Regions from separate parts of the Pan troglodytes genome. Here region 1 is linked to region 2. A link is a contact called in public Hi-C data. All regions are on one chromosome and are shown on one strand. The core of a region is the stretch at or near the end of the contact, and the rest is flanking DNA. Distances in the headings are between cores, read along the strand shown. Region 1 holds the start of SCX (scleraxis bHLH transcription factor). Region 2 holds the start of MROH1 (maestro heat like repeat family member 1).

The links. A called contact is a pair of places that touch in the nucleus more often than the background predicts.
Region 1: a Hi-C map of stem cell-derived neural progenitor cells shows a contact between it and region 2, with 2.7 times the contacts expected there. The contact joins the promoter of SCX here to the promoter of MROH1 in region 2. A contact is called at or near these places in 1 of 7 Hi-C or Micro-C datasets (stem cell-derived neural progenitor cells) and 1 of 1 datasets of contacts at active chromatin or transcription factors (stem cell-derived excitatory neurons).

Annotation. Positions count from the first base shown.
Region 1 is chr7:154,626,132-154,632,593 of NHGRI_mPanTro3-v2.0_pri, forward strand. SCX (scleraxis bHLH transcription factor) reads left to right here and starts at 4,202. Exons shown (of 2, transcript XM_024345382.3): 1 at 4,202-4,928; 2 at 5,852-6,229. The coding sequence starts at 4,362. The coding sequence ends at 5,890. It overlaps BOP1 (BOP1 ribosomal biogenesis factor), which reads right to left. Exons shown (of 16, transcript XM_016960107.4): 4 at 2,660-2,814; 5 at 2,457-2,574; 6 at 2,258-2,359; 7 at 1,968-2,180; 8 at 1,724-1,885; 9 at 1,575-1,655; 10 at 1,433-1,502; 11 at 1,219-1,351; 12 at 962-1,142; 13 at 590-878; 14 at 1-13.
Region 2 is chr7:154,508,166-154,514,097 of NHGRI_mPanTro3-v2.0_pri, forward strand. It overlaps MROH1 (maestro heat like repeat family member 1), which reads left to right and starts at 3,437. Exons shown (of 43, transcript XM_063816715.1): 1 at 3,437-3,533.

The sequences.
Region 1 (6,462 bases), core at 2,952-5,451, 120 kb after region 2:
ATGACGTTGTCACCTAGGGCCAAAGGCTGTGATGCAGGTGTTCCCGCTCTCACCTGCAGGGTGCACTGCCCCGCCCGTCACCTACACCCCTCTCCTGCAGGGTGCACCGCCCCCCCCCACCCCTCACCTGCAGGGTGCACCAGCCCCCCCACCCCTCACCTGTAGGGTGCACTGCCCCTACCCCCACCCCTCACCTGCAGGGTGCACTGCCCCTACCCCCACCCCTCACCTGCAGGGTGCACTGCCCCTACCCCCACCCCTCACCTGCAGGGTGCACCAGCCCCCCCACCCCTCACCTGCAGGGTGCACAGCCCCCCCACCCCTCACCTGCAGGGTGCACCGCCCCCCCACCCCTCACCTGCAGGGTGCACCACCCCCACCCACCCCTCACCTGCAGGGTGCACCACCCCTACCCCCACCCCTCACCTGCAGGGTGCACTGCCCCTACCCCCACCCCTCACCTGCAGGGTGCACTGCCCCTACCCCCACCCCTCACCTGCAGGGTGCACCAGCCCCCCCACCCCTCACCTGCAGGGTGCACCAGCCCCCCCACCCCTCATCTGCAGGGTGCACCGCCCCCACCCCTCACCTGCAGGGTGCACCGCCAGGCTGGACACCCACTTGCAGTTGGGCATCAGCTTCTTGGTGAGCTCCTGGCGCAGCAGGTGGTAGAGGCGGACGCTGCGCTGGGACGCCACCAACAGGAAGGGTCGGGCAGGGTGGAAGGCCACTCGCTGCACCTGTCCGTGGCTGCGGCGGAACGGACTCTGGCTGCGGCGACGGCTCAGCTGGTGAATCAGCACCTGGGTGTGGCCTTGGGTGGCCAGCACCACGGCCAGGTAGTCCCCACGCCCGTGCCAGGTCACCTGCGTCACTGGCTGCAGAAGAGCAAGGCTGGCTGAGTGGCTGAGCCGGGCCCCTCCCACTGCAGCCTCACTCACCCCCAAGGCGCCCCACGTACCTTCCCGTGGCAGATGCGCAGCCGCAGGCCTGCTTGGCGCTCCTCCTCTGAGGCCTCCAGCCAGCGGGCCGGCTGCAAGGGGGGCTCCTCAGGCGGGACGAAGGCGCTCAACAGCTGATCTGTGCTGCCCGCCACCAGCCGGTCCCCCAGAGCTGGGTTCAGCAGCAGCACCGAGTCCTCCCTGTGAGCCAGGCCCAGACACAGCCCCTAAGCACAGTGCCACCCCTGGCTCCCCAGTCCCCAGGGCCTCCACTTACACGGCCGCAGCCACCAGGCAGACAGCGGGGCTGGGGTTCCAGGCCACGCTCTTCACCACGCCCCCCACGGGAACAGTCCTCACACAGCGGGCAGTGGCCACCTCCCAGAGCCGCAGGGAGCCATCGTCAGAGCCTGGATGCGGCAGAGACAGCTCTCAACACCTGGCCATCCCACCTGCCCCCCAGCTCAAGGCTGCCCCCAGCTCGGACCCACCTGAAACCAGCCACTGGCCCCCAGGAGAGACACTGAGGCACCGGACAAGGTCACTGTGGCCCCTGTAGACCTGAGGAGGAGGCGGTGGCAGTGAGGAGTCAGACCGGGAGGGTGCCACCCCAGCCCCTTAGTCTCCACTTACCAGGGCCTGGCACGTGGGGAAGGGCTGCAGGTCCCTCGGCCGCGGCAGCTTGGGGATGAGGTCCTCAGGCTGTACATTCACCTGGGGCGGGAGAGCGCCGGGTCAGCCTTGCCCCCCGTGCCACCCCCCGGTGTGCCGCCCCCACACACCCTCATTTTGCGCTGCCGTGGGCACAGGTACAGGTCAAGGCAGCGCTCGAAGCGTTCCTGGATGAAGCGTCCGTAGGCAGGCACGGCCCGCAGGCTCGGGAACTTGCGTGGCAAAAAGCTCAGCTTCCTCTCGCCCGGCTCCTGCTGTTCCCACGCCAGGCGCTGTGGAGACCAAGACACAGGGGTGGGGAGGGTCACAGGGGAGCATGGGGACAGGGTCCCGGCCCCCAGGATGCAGGCCCACCTCCTCCTCGCTGAGCAGGTATTCAGGGGGTGGGTTGTACGACTCGGCGTGGCCTGGCAGGGCCAGCTTGGGAGCAGGCACGTGCATCTTGTGGCGCCCGAGCACGGCGTTGGGGTCCTCCTGGGCCCACAGGTCATAGAAGCTGGGGGTGGGGTCTCGGGGCCGGCGAGGCTGGATCCAGCCCATCTTGATGGCGTGCACCATGCGAGAGACCTGCATAGACAGCCGGGTCAGGACGCGCAGTGCGGGGCGGTCAGCCCAGGCCAAGCCCCAGGGGCCGTGTGCCCCACCTTCTCCTTCTCCACCAGGGAGGGGATGAAGCTGCGCTTGTCGGCCGGGCGGTTGGTCACCGGGTGGATCATGACGTCCCCGCTGAAGAAGTCGACAGCCGGCTGGGGGAGAAGATGTGGACGTGTGGGCCAGAGTGGCTGAGGCCCTGCTGGTGTCTCCAGGACCCCCGCCCCCCAGGGGCCAGCCCCTGCCACCTACCTCATAGGGGTTGAAGCCCACATCCCCAAACTGGCCACTCTGCAGCCGCCGCACCAGGGCCACCTGCTCATCCGTCAGTCTCAGGTCCCGCCCTGTCATCGGGTCCTGCACGGTGCGCCTGGAGACCGCCAGTCAGACCCCGCCAGCCCTGCCCCACCCCTCGGGCCCACCCTGGCTGCTGGCCCCACCCCACCAGCCCTCACCAGTAGTCAGGATCGTCCATCTTGTCCAGGAACTGGTCCAGCTCATCCCGGGTCCGCAGGGGCTTGTAGATGCGCCTGCCGTCCAGGTCGTAGCCCACGTGGGGGAAGTCATCGTACCACTCCAAGGGCACGTTGCCCACCGTGTTCCGGATGTCCTGCAGCCGGGGGCCACCATGTCGGCATCTGATCCTACAAGGCCCACCCCCGCTTCGGGCCGCCCAGGGGAGCAGGTGAGGGGGTTGCAGGGTGAGTGCAGGCCCAGCCTCAAGTGCCCTGAGGTCACTGGCCCTGACCTACGCCCGTTCCCCAGCCCTGGGGTCTGACGTGGCATGGCGGCCACGCTGCCCCCACCCCCGCCCTCGGAGGCGCCGGAGCTGCACCTTCACATTTTCCACTGAAGTGGTGCCAACCCCAGAGCTCCCCCCTCACTGGATTCCTTGGCCAGGGCTCTGGGCAGCCACAGACAGGGATGACCTCATCACCCACGGGCTCCCTCCCCTGGCAGGGGCCTTAGGCAGAAGTGGGCAGCTGTAAGACGGGGACTCGGGGAAGACCCCAACTGACCCATTCCACAGAGAGGCAGAAGCCAAGACCTCTCTGTGGGGGACCCCCCACCGTCTGCCCTCGGCCCCTCCCCAGGCAGAACAGCCACGTTCCTGGACGTACATTCCTGGTTGCAGCCCCTGCCAGCCGCCACCCTCGCTCCTTCCAGCCTGGGGACCGCTGCCCAGGCGGCTGCTTCCTGCAACAGTAGCCACGGGGAGGGGCCCAGACAAGACAGAGCACAGCTGGGAGCCTGCCGGGCCCCCTGCTGCAGGAGGGACCCCTTGGGCCCTGCCCCCTGCTGAAGGTCCTTCCCTCTCCTCCCCATGGAGATAGGGGGCCATCCCCAAATTGGATAATGGGGGTATGTGTGTGCTTCCTGAGGGACCTGGTGGCCCTGGAGAGGAACGGGGGAAGGAGGAAGGGGCAAGGAGACCGACGGGGTGAGAGGTCCACACAGCTCAAGAACAGGGGACCTGGCCAGCTAGCAGGAGGCACGGTCTGTGCCAAGCCTGGAGAGGCAGGTGCAGGAGAGACTGAGCTCTAGGCCCCTGAATACTCGCCTGTGCCCGCCCCCTGCACACGGCCTGGCACAGGGCAGGCGCTGGCGCACATGGGAGGCAAAGACAGACAGGGTGCGGTCAGGCAGCAGGGCCAGGGCGGCTGGGTTAACTCAGTTGTGCCACGGGAGAAAACGGGGTGGTGGGTCCCGCTGATCTTCCTCCTCTCTCCCGGGGACGGGGGGCACTGCAGTTTTGGGGCCCTGAGTAACTACAGCCCAGAAGCGACCTCCCACTTCCTCTGCATCCCCAGAGACGGAACGATGCCCCCAAAGACCAGCCCCCCGGCCCCCCCCCGCCCACCGCCAAAGCGTGGCCACAGAAGGCCGAGGGACGCGGCGGGCGCTGCTCGAGGAGCCTCCGGGCTGAGAGGGGCGGGGCGTGCGCGGGGGAGGGGCCGGGACGCGGCTATAAAGGCGCAGCTCGGGGCCCCGCTCCAGCCCGGGACGCACATGTGCGCGCGGCGCCCGGCAGCTGCCACCGCGGGGCGCAGCCAAGACCCCGCGCCTCGCCCCGGCCGGCCCGCGAGGCCCGCGGCGGCCGCAGGAGGCGGCATGAGCAGCGCGCGACAGAGCTGACGCCGCGCCCCCGCCGGCCCCATGTCCTTCGCCACGCTGCGCCCGGCGCCGCCGGGCCGCTACCTGTACCCCGAGGTGAGCCCGCTGTCGGAGGACGAGGACCGCGGCAGCGACAGCTCCGGCTCCGACGAGAAACCCTGTCGCGTGCACGCGGCGCGCTGCGGCCTCCAGGGCGCCCGGCGGAGGGCGGGGGGCCGGCGGGCCGGGGGCGGGGGGCCAGGGGGCCGGCCAGGCCGTGAGCCCCGGCAGCGGCACACGGCGAACGCGCGCGAGCGAGACCGCACCAACAGCGTGAACACGGCCTTCACGGCGCTGCGCACGCTGATCCCCACCGAGCCCGCCGACCGCAAGCTCTCCAAGATTGAGACGCTGCGCCTGGCCTCCAGCTACATCTCGCACCTGGGCAACGTGCTGCTGGCGGGCGAGGCCTGCGGCGACGGACAGCCCTGCCACTCCGGGCCCGCCTTCTTCCACGCGGCGCGCGCCGGCAGCCCCCCACCGCCGCCCCCGCCGCCTCCCGCCCGCGACGGCGAGAACACCCAGCCCAAACAGATCTGCACCTTCTGCCTCAGCAACCAGAGAAAGTTGGTGAGCACGGGCCGTGGGGCGCCGAGGGGGCCTCCAACGCGCCCCTCAGCCCACACCTGCCAGGCAGAGGAGGCAAGGCCACACGGGCAGGGCTCCCCAACAGGGCACAGGCAGGCACACCTGTAACACAGGCCTGCCGGGGGGCTGGGGCCTTCTCCTGGGGCTCCTCTCCAGGGCGTCCCTAGGACACTCAGCTCCCAGTGGAGTGTGGAGTCCCCTGCAGGGAGCTGCATGAGGGTTAAGAGCTAGGGATGGCCAAAGGGGCCCACCCAGGGCGGGGAGGCTGGGGAGCTGGACCAGGCCGCTGCAAGCTTCCCTTTTCAGTAAGTTGAAAGGCGGAGTGAAAACAGCTGAGTTCAGAAAGTAAGAGGCTGCAAGGCAAGAGAGGAAGGACCCCGGGTTCTCAGCCCCTGCGGCCCAGCACTGGCCTAAGCCATCTTGGGCACCTGCTGTCCGTCCCCCACCTAGGCCGCACACCAAGACACCAGGTCCTGTAGGGCTGCCCGAGACGTGGGCCATGGGACACGAAGGCAGAGGCTGGCAGGAGATGTGGGGGCTGGGGGTGAGGGCCCCTGCAGGAGACGCTGGCCAGCTGTGATTTACAGCTCCTGCTGTGCTTGGTGGCACCGGAAAAGCAGGGTGAGCAGGGAGAAAATACGGCACGGCTTTTCCCAATCCCCATTTCCTCTCCAGACAGCACGCGCGAGCTCCTGGGGCCTGAACATCTGGGAAATTTAATTTTACAATTTCGGCTGTGCAGCAGTATGCTCCCCTCCCCAAAACGCTTGAGGGAAGCTGGGGAGAGCCGGGAAGGAGGTGCCTTGGCGCTGGCCACCTGAGATGGCACCCAGCAGGGAGGCCAAAGAGGCGCAGACTGGCGCTGGGCTCTGCCGGGGCCTGACACTCCTCCCTCCCCTCTGCAGAGCAAGGACCGCGACAGAAAGACAGCGATTCGCAGTTAGGAGGTGGCCGGCAGCAGCCAGGAGGCAGACGCTGCTGGGGGAGGTGGACGCCCGGGGTGACTGCAGACAGCCCCCACCTTGGACCTGAGCTGGGCAAGGCCCACCGCAAGCATGCCCCCAGGCCAGCCCTGGCTGCGAGCGGGGCCGAGAGACAGACGGACGTACAGACAGGCGCCGGCAGCGGGACTCTGCGCTGGCCCCAGCACCTGCCCGGGCCCACTGGAACTTTCTGCGCTGGGTTTTCTTCCGGCCACTGTGTGATGGCATCTTGTGTTTTTGATATGATAATATAAAGTCTGAAAATTTTGTATAATTAAAAACAAAACAGTATCTTCCAAATATGGAGGCCAACTGTCCTCATGAAAGGTTCAGAATCCACCCCCAGCCCCCAGCCTGAGCCTCCATTCCCACCCTTGGTGGTCCCATCCTCCTTGGGCCAAGTACCCCGGCTCCCTGGGAAGCCCCCACTTTCCAGGCTAAGGGCCACCCCTCCCTGGGCTGAGGCGGTGAGGATGGGCTTGGCTCACCCACAGAGCCTCATATCGGGAAGCTGTGGGGTGGGGACAAGGGAG
Region 2 (5,932 bases), core at 2,187-4,686:
GACCCCAGAGTGCCCTGTGGGCCCTATTACTGCTAACGTTTGAGTGCTAGCTCTGTGCCCGGTGCCATTCTGGGCAGTCGCACCAGCTACAACTACCACCTGTTGCAGTCCTGCCCCCGTTCACAGAAGACATTCAGGTGCCCAGCCCGTGGGGGCATTTCACATCTGGGATCTCAAGTCCTAACACAACCAAGCAATCCTCGCTTTACAGATGATGAAATTGAGCCCCCATGGTGGGGAAGCCCAACCCAAATGTGTCATCTCTGCTGTGAGCTGGACAGCACAGTGGCTGTGGGCCTGGAGGGCAGGGCTGCCTGATGGGCAGCCATCCTGGGAATGTCTGCAAGGGTCTGGTGCTTGGTACAGACCAGTGAGTCTGGGGAATTGGGGTCTCCTCCACCGAGATCTGTGGGTGCACTTGGCATGTTTGCTGCAGAAAAGGCCCCAGAATGGGCTGGCTTGAACTGGAAAGACACACTTTCTCATCCATTTTGGACCACGAGCTTCTGAAGAGCAAAGCATGTGTTTGATATTCCTTTGCTCACCCTCAGGCCTTGTTTGGCAAATTGCCTGGGATACAGAAAATAAGGACAAGGTTTGGGTGTAGTGGCTTATGCCTGTAATCCCAGCACTTTGGGTGACCAAGGCAGGAGGATCTCTTGAGGCCAGGAGTTGCAGACCAGCCTGGGTAACATAGTGAGACCTTGTCTCTGCAACAAAATTTAAAAATTAGCCAGACTTGGTGGTGCCCACTTGTAATCCCAGCTATTTGGGAGGCTGAGGCGAGAGGATCACTTGAGCGCAGGAATGTAAGGCTGCTGTGAGCTATGATTGTGCCACTGCACTCCAGCCTGGGTAACAGTGAGAGGCCTCATTTCAACAATAAAACCCAGCTTGGGCCGGGCGCGGTGGCTCATGCCTGTAATCCCAGCACTTTGGGAGGCCAAGACGGGCAGATCACGAGGTCAGGAGATCGAGACCATCCTGGTTAACACAGTGAAACCCTGTCTCTACTAAAAATACAAAAAAAAAATTAGCCGGGCATGGTGGTGGGCACCTGTAGTCCCAGCTACTCGGGAGGCTGAGGCGGAAGAATGGCGTGAACCCGGGAGGCAGAGGTTGCAGTGAGCCGAGATCGCGCCACTGCACTCCAGCCTAGGGGACAGTTAGACCTCAGAAGAAAACTGGTTTGTGGTTGACCTGGGGGTTAGGTGTAGGGAAAAGAAAGAGAGATCAGACTGTCACTGTGTATATGTAGAAAGGGAAGACATAAGAGACTCCATTTTGAAAAAGACCTGTACTTTAAACAATTGCTTTGCTGAGATGTTGTTAATTTGTAGCTTTGCCCCAGCCACTTTGATCCAACCTGGAGCGCACAAAAACGTGTGTTGTATGAAATCAAGGTTTAAGGGATCTAGGGCTGTGCAGGACGTGCTTTATTAACAAAATGTTTACAAGCAGTATACTTGGTAAAAGTCATCACCATTCTCTAGTCTCGATAAACCAGGGGCACAATGCACTGCGGAAAGCCACAGGGACCTCTGCCCTTGAAAGCAGGGTATTGTCCAAGGTTTCTCCCCATGTGATAGTCTGAAATATGGCCTCGTGGGATGAGAAAGACCTGACTGTCCCCCAAACTGACACCCGTAAAGGGTCTGTGCTGAGGTGGATTAGTAAAAGAGAAAAGCCTCTTGCAGTTGAGATAGAGGAAGGCCACTGTCTCCTGCCTGCCCCTGGGAACTGAATGTCTTGGTATAAAACCCGATTGTACATTCAGTTCTGAGCTAGGAGAAAAACCGCCCTATGGTGGGAGGTGAGACATGTTTGCAGTAATGCTGCTTTGTTATTCTTTACTCCACTGAGATGTTTGGGTGGAGAGAAACAAATCTGGCTTACGTGCACGTCCAGTCATAGTACCTTCCCTTGAACTTAATTATGACATAGATTCTTTCGCTCACATGTTTTTTGCTGACCTTCTCCTTATTATCACCCTGCTCTCCTACTACATTCCTTTTTGCTGAAATAATGAAAATAATAATAAAAACTGAGGGAACTCAGAGGCCGGTGCTGGTGCTGGTCCCCTGGGCCCACTGTTGTTTCTCTATACTTTGTCTCTGTGTCTTATTTCTTTTCTCAGTCTCTCGTCCCACCCGACTAGAAATACCCACAGGTGTGGAGGGACAGGCCACCCCTTCATTAGGAAAAAAATAGAAACTGCGCCAGGCAATTTAAGCAGGTGGGATTGGTTGCTTAAGTGTTAGAAGGGCTTGAGAGGCACGGGGGCAGGGTGGAGTTCGTCGAAGGTGGGGGCTGCAAGAAGCGGCCACTCTAGAACCAGAGCAAGGTGGTCCCGACCCAGGGTGGCTGAGCCTCTGGGCTCTGCTGCGGAGCCTGGGAGCCTGCGGCACACCTCCGCTCCCACCAGTGGCAGGACACAGCTGGAAGCCCGCGAGTGTCAAGCCAAGTGATGACTGCAGGATCAGAACGGCCATTGGCTCTGTCCACCCTCCCTTTGCAGTCTCGATTATCCGCGTCGTTGCCTGCACCTGAATCCATTCCCGGGGGGCTTCATTGGGCAGCCGTCCCGTGCTGGGCTTTGTAAGCAGCCCTCGGGAGCAAAATACAGACTCAGGCCTGCCCCCTGGCGGAGAGGCTGGCGTTCGTTTGTGATCGGAGTGAAAGTGGGGCTGTGCTGCGCGCGGCAGCTGGTGTGCGTGAGGCGGCGGCGGCACCGAGACCGGGAGGGGACAAGGCCACAGGCGCGCGGGAAGCCGCCGCAGGGGCCGCGCCCGCATCCGCAAAGGCTACTGCGCTCTCCCGGGCGCCGTCCCTCCAGCCAGGAGTGGACATCCTGCCCGCGCTGCTCCCGCCGCCTCCGCCTCTGCCGACGCCCAGCCTGGACGCGCGGCGGGCGCTTTCCTTCCTCACATCGCTCTTATCGCGTCCTGAGCTCCCGGGACCCCGCTGGTCGCCTCTTTCCCAACGAGCGCAGGGCCCTGCGAGTCCTGCCCCCCTCCGGGTGCCGCGGCCTCCAGCTGGCGCTTCCGGGGCAGACAGAGGGCGGGCGAGGCCGCGCGAGTCCAGGGCGGGCGTGTGCTTGCGAGCGGCCGCAACGCCGCGCCGAGCCCGCGTCCCCGGCGTCTGGGAGCGGAGGTTGTCAGGGCTGTATGCGTCCGACGGGGACACGGGGACTGCAGCACCCCGGGGCTGGCGTAGCTGTCGCGAGCCTGAAGGCCGCGCCTGCGCCGTGGCGGCCGAACTGGCGCTGAACAGACGGGCGGGGCCGAGCGTGAGGCGGAGTCTGCGCACTGCTGCTTTGCAAATGAAGGTGGGCGGGGTGGAGCGAGCGTGAGAGACGTGCCCCCGACCAATAAGTGCAGAGATCGCTCGGGGGCGGGGACCTGCTGCCGCGCTCCAGGCTGCGGTTGGCCAGAAGGCAGCGGGGGCGGGCTCGGCGCGCGCGGCTCCGCCCACTCCGGGCCCCTGCTGGGCGGGAAGGCGGCGCCCCGGCCGAGGTGGCGGCGGCTCCTCAGGTAAACGGCGGGTGGGGATGAGCCTTCGGCGGCGCTGGGGAAGAGCCCCTCGGGGAAGTCTGGGCTGAAGAGCCTGGGGCGGCTCCCTTGGCGGGGCCGCGGAGGAAGCCGAGTCAGGAGGCGCCTCCCCAAGGTCACAGGGCGAACGCTGGGAGGGTCCTGGGTGTCGCGGGGACCTCGGCTCAGGTGTGCGCCGCGCCACAGCCCGGAAGAGAGGCCGGAGCTGTGCGGCTGTGCTCCTCCTCTGCGCCGCTAAGTCGTCTCGGCCGCGCGACCACCCCTCTTCGGGGAGCTTGGTGGTCCCCGGTGCCCGCCCCTCCGCGGGAGCCCGGTGGTCCCCGGTGCCCGCCCCTCCTGTGAGCCCGGTGGTCCCCAGTGCCCGGCCCTCCCCGGGAGCGCGGTGGTCCCCGGCCCTTCTCCCCCCAAGCGGGGCCACCGGGGGTCCTCTCTCCGGGAAGCCAAGCATACGCCCGGAGCCTGCAAAGCCGGCGTGCCCCGGGCCTCCGTATGCCTTCCGTATTCTCTGACGATCGCGAGCAGGAAGGTGATTTGTCCCTAGTCACGAGGATGACTGGTCATAGCGTGCCGGGCATAGCGCTGGCAGGGCCGCCGGGAGCCAGCCCTCACTCAGCCAAGGTGAGACTTAGGGGGTCGGATTTTCGGGCAGCGTCAGTGCAGCTGCAGTGTTAGGGTCAGAGGAAACCACTCTGCGGGCGCTGGTGGCTCGGTCCTACACACTCTGGGGAGGGGCTCCTTTGCCTGCTCAGTTGGGGAAGGGACAGACTCATAAACTCAAGTGCAGTGAGGTAGGCAGAAAAGGGGTACGGGGGTGTGGCCGAACTTAGGGATGTGAGCAGAGTTGGGTCGGGGACAGCCCTGTAGGCAGGGACCACTTTGGAAGGGGATGGTGGTGAACGCACACGATGCGGTAAGAGGCAGGCAGGGTAGGGCCGGTGATAAGTCAGGTGAGGGTGGTGAGTTGAGTTTAGAGCTGTTGGGTCTCAGTGCGATGACCATGGATGGAGATGTCCCGAAGACCTCGGGTCCCGGGGAGGCGAGGGCTGGAGATGCGTGTGGGAATCGTTGTTTGCGGCATGTTTCATCGGTGGTACGTGTTTGTGACGTGGCTGCATGGACAGTCTGGGCACCCTAGGGTGCTGCCGTCAGCAGGATCTTCAGTGCTCAGTCTCAGGCTCTCAGGGTCCCCGTGAACAGGTGTCTCTGGTCTCTCTTTGATGTCAGAGTGGAATGACCTGAGGCTAAGGTGTTTTTGTTAACTTGAAACTGACGTGCAGGCCGCTGTGGCTTGTGGAGACCTGCACCTCGTCATTTCCCACTGGCTGGGGTTGATTGCTGACTGCTGAGGGACTCCAGGGGGTCAGAGGTGGAGGCTGTGGGGCATGTGCTTGCCTGAGTTCGTGGCTGTCTCCTGTGTCAGGAAACAGGTGCTCGTGCTTAGTTTTCTTTCCCAGGGTCCACAGAGGCCCAGGAGAGAAGCCTGGTTGCTGCCCTCTGTCTCGTAACCCCCCTTTCACAGAGCTGGGTTATTTGGGGTAGAGATCCTCTGTCTGTGCCGGTCCACCCAGCTTGGTTTCTTTGGGGTAGGAGCACCAGGAAAGGCTCCCGTGGCTCTTGGGAGCTCCTAGCCAGTGTGCAGAGAACACGGACTGCTGCCCATCATGAGAAATGTGCTTTCTTCACTGAGCTTGAGGGGCCACCTGGTTTTGGGGGTTTGCACGAGCACCAGTGACACAGCTTGGTGTGGCCTGTATTGAGGAACCATGTTCTCGGTGGACTGTGAGCAGTGGGATGTGGGATTGCATTTCCCAGGGTCATCAGCCTTATTGGTGACTTTGGAAGTTGATTCTGTGGCTGCTGTGCTGGGAGAGAAGGTTCCTTGGACCTGACGCGTGGGTGGGGCATTCTGTGACCTCCCAGTCTCCCTGCACACACCCAGCCCTGCAGGCTGGCTCACCACTGCTTCTGGGCTATTGATTCCTGTGGCCTGCACAGCCTCGCACACCCCCTCCTAACGCTTTTGGACCCAGTGCAGCACCTCTGTTGTGGGCACAGGTGTGGCAGCCATATACTTTTTGTGGCCGGAGGGCTTTCAAGACAGGAACTCTGGACCTGGGATGGTGACTGGCGGGTGTTTACTAAATGTGGTTGAATTAAATGAAAAGGAAGCAGCTCTTTCATTCACACAGAAATGTGTGCTATGTAGGGAGATAAGACCCTATCAACCCTGCCTGCCACCTTCTCCCATTCGTTTGCTTTTTGTTAATTTAACCAAAGCCCTGATTGGCATTTGTGTTTTTTTCTGACATCCCCATTACATACATGTGTGTGTACTAGTACGAGAGCATCTGTAGATAGATGTGGAAAAGTGGATGTTTAGC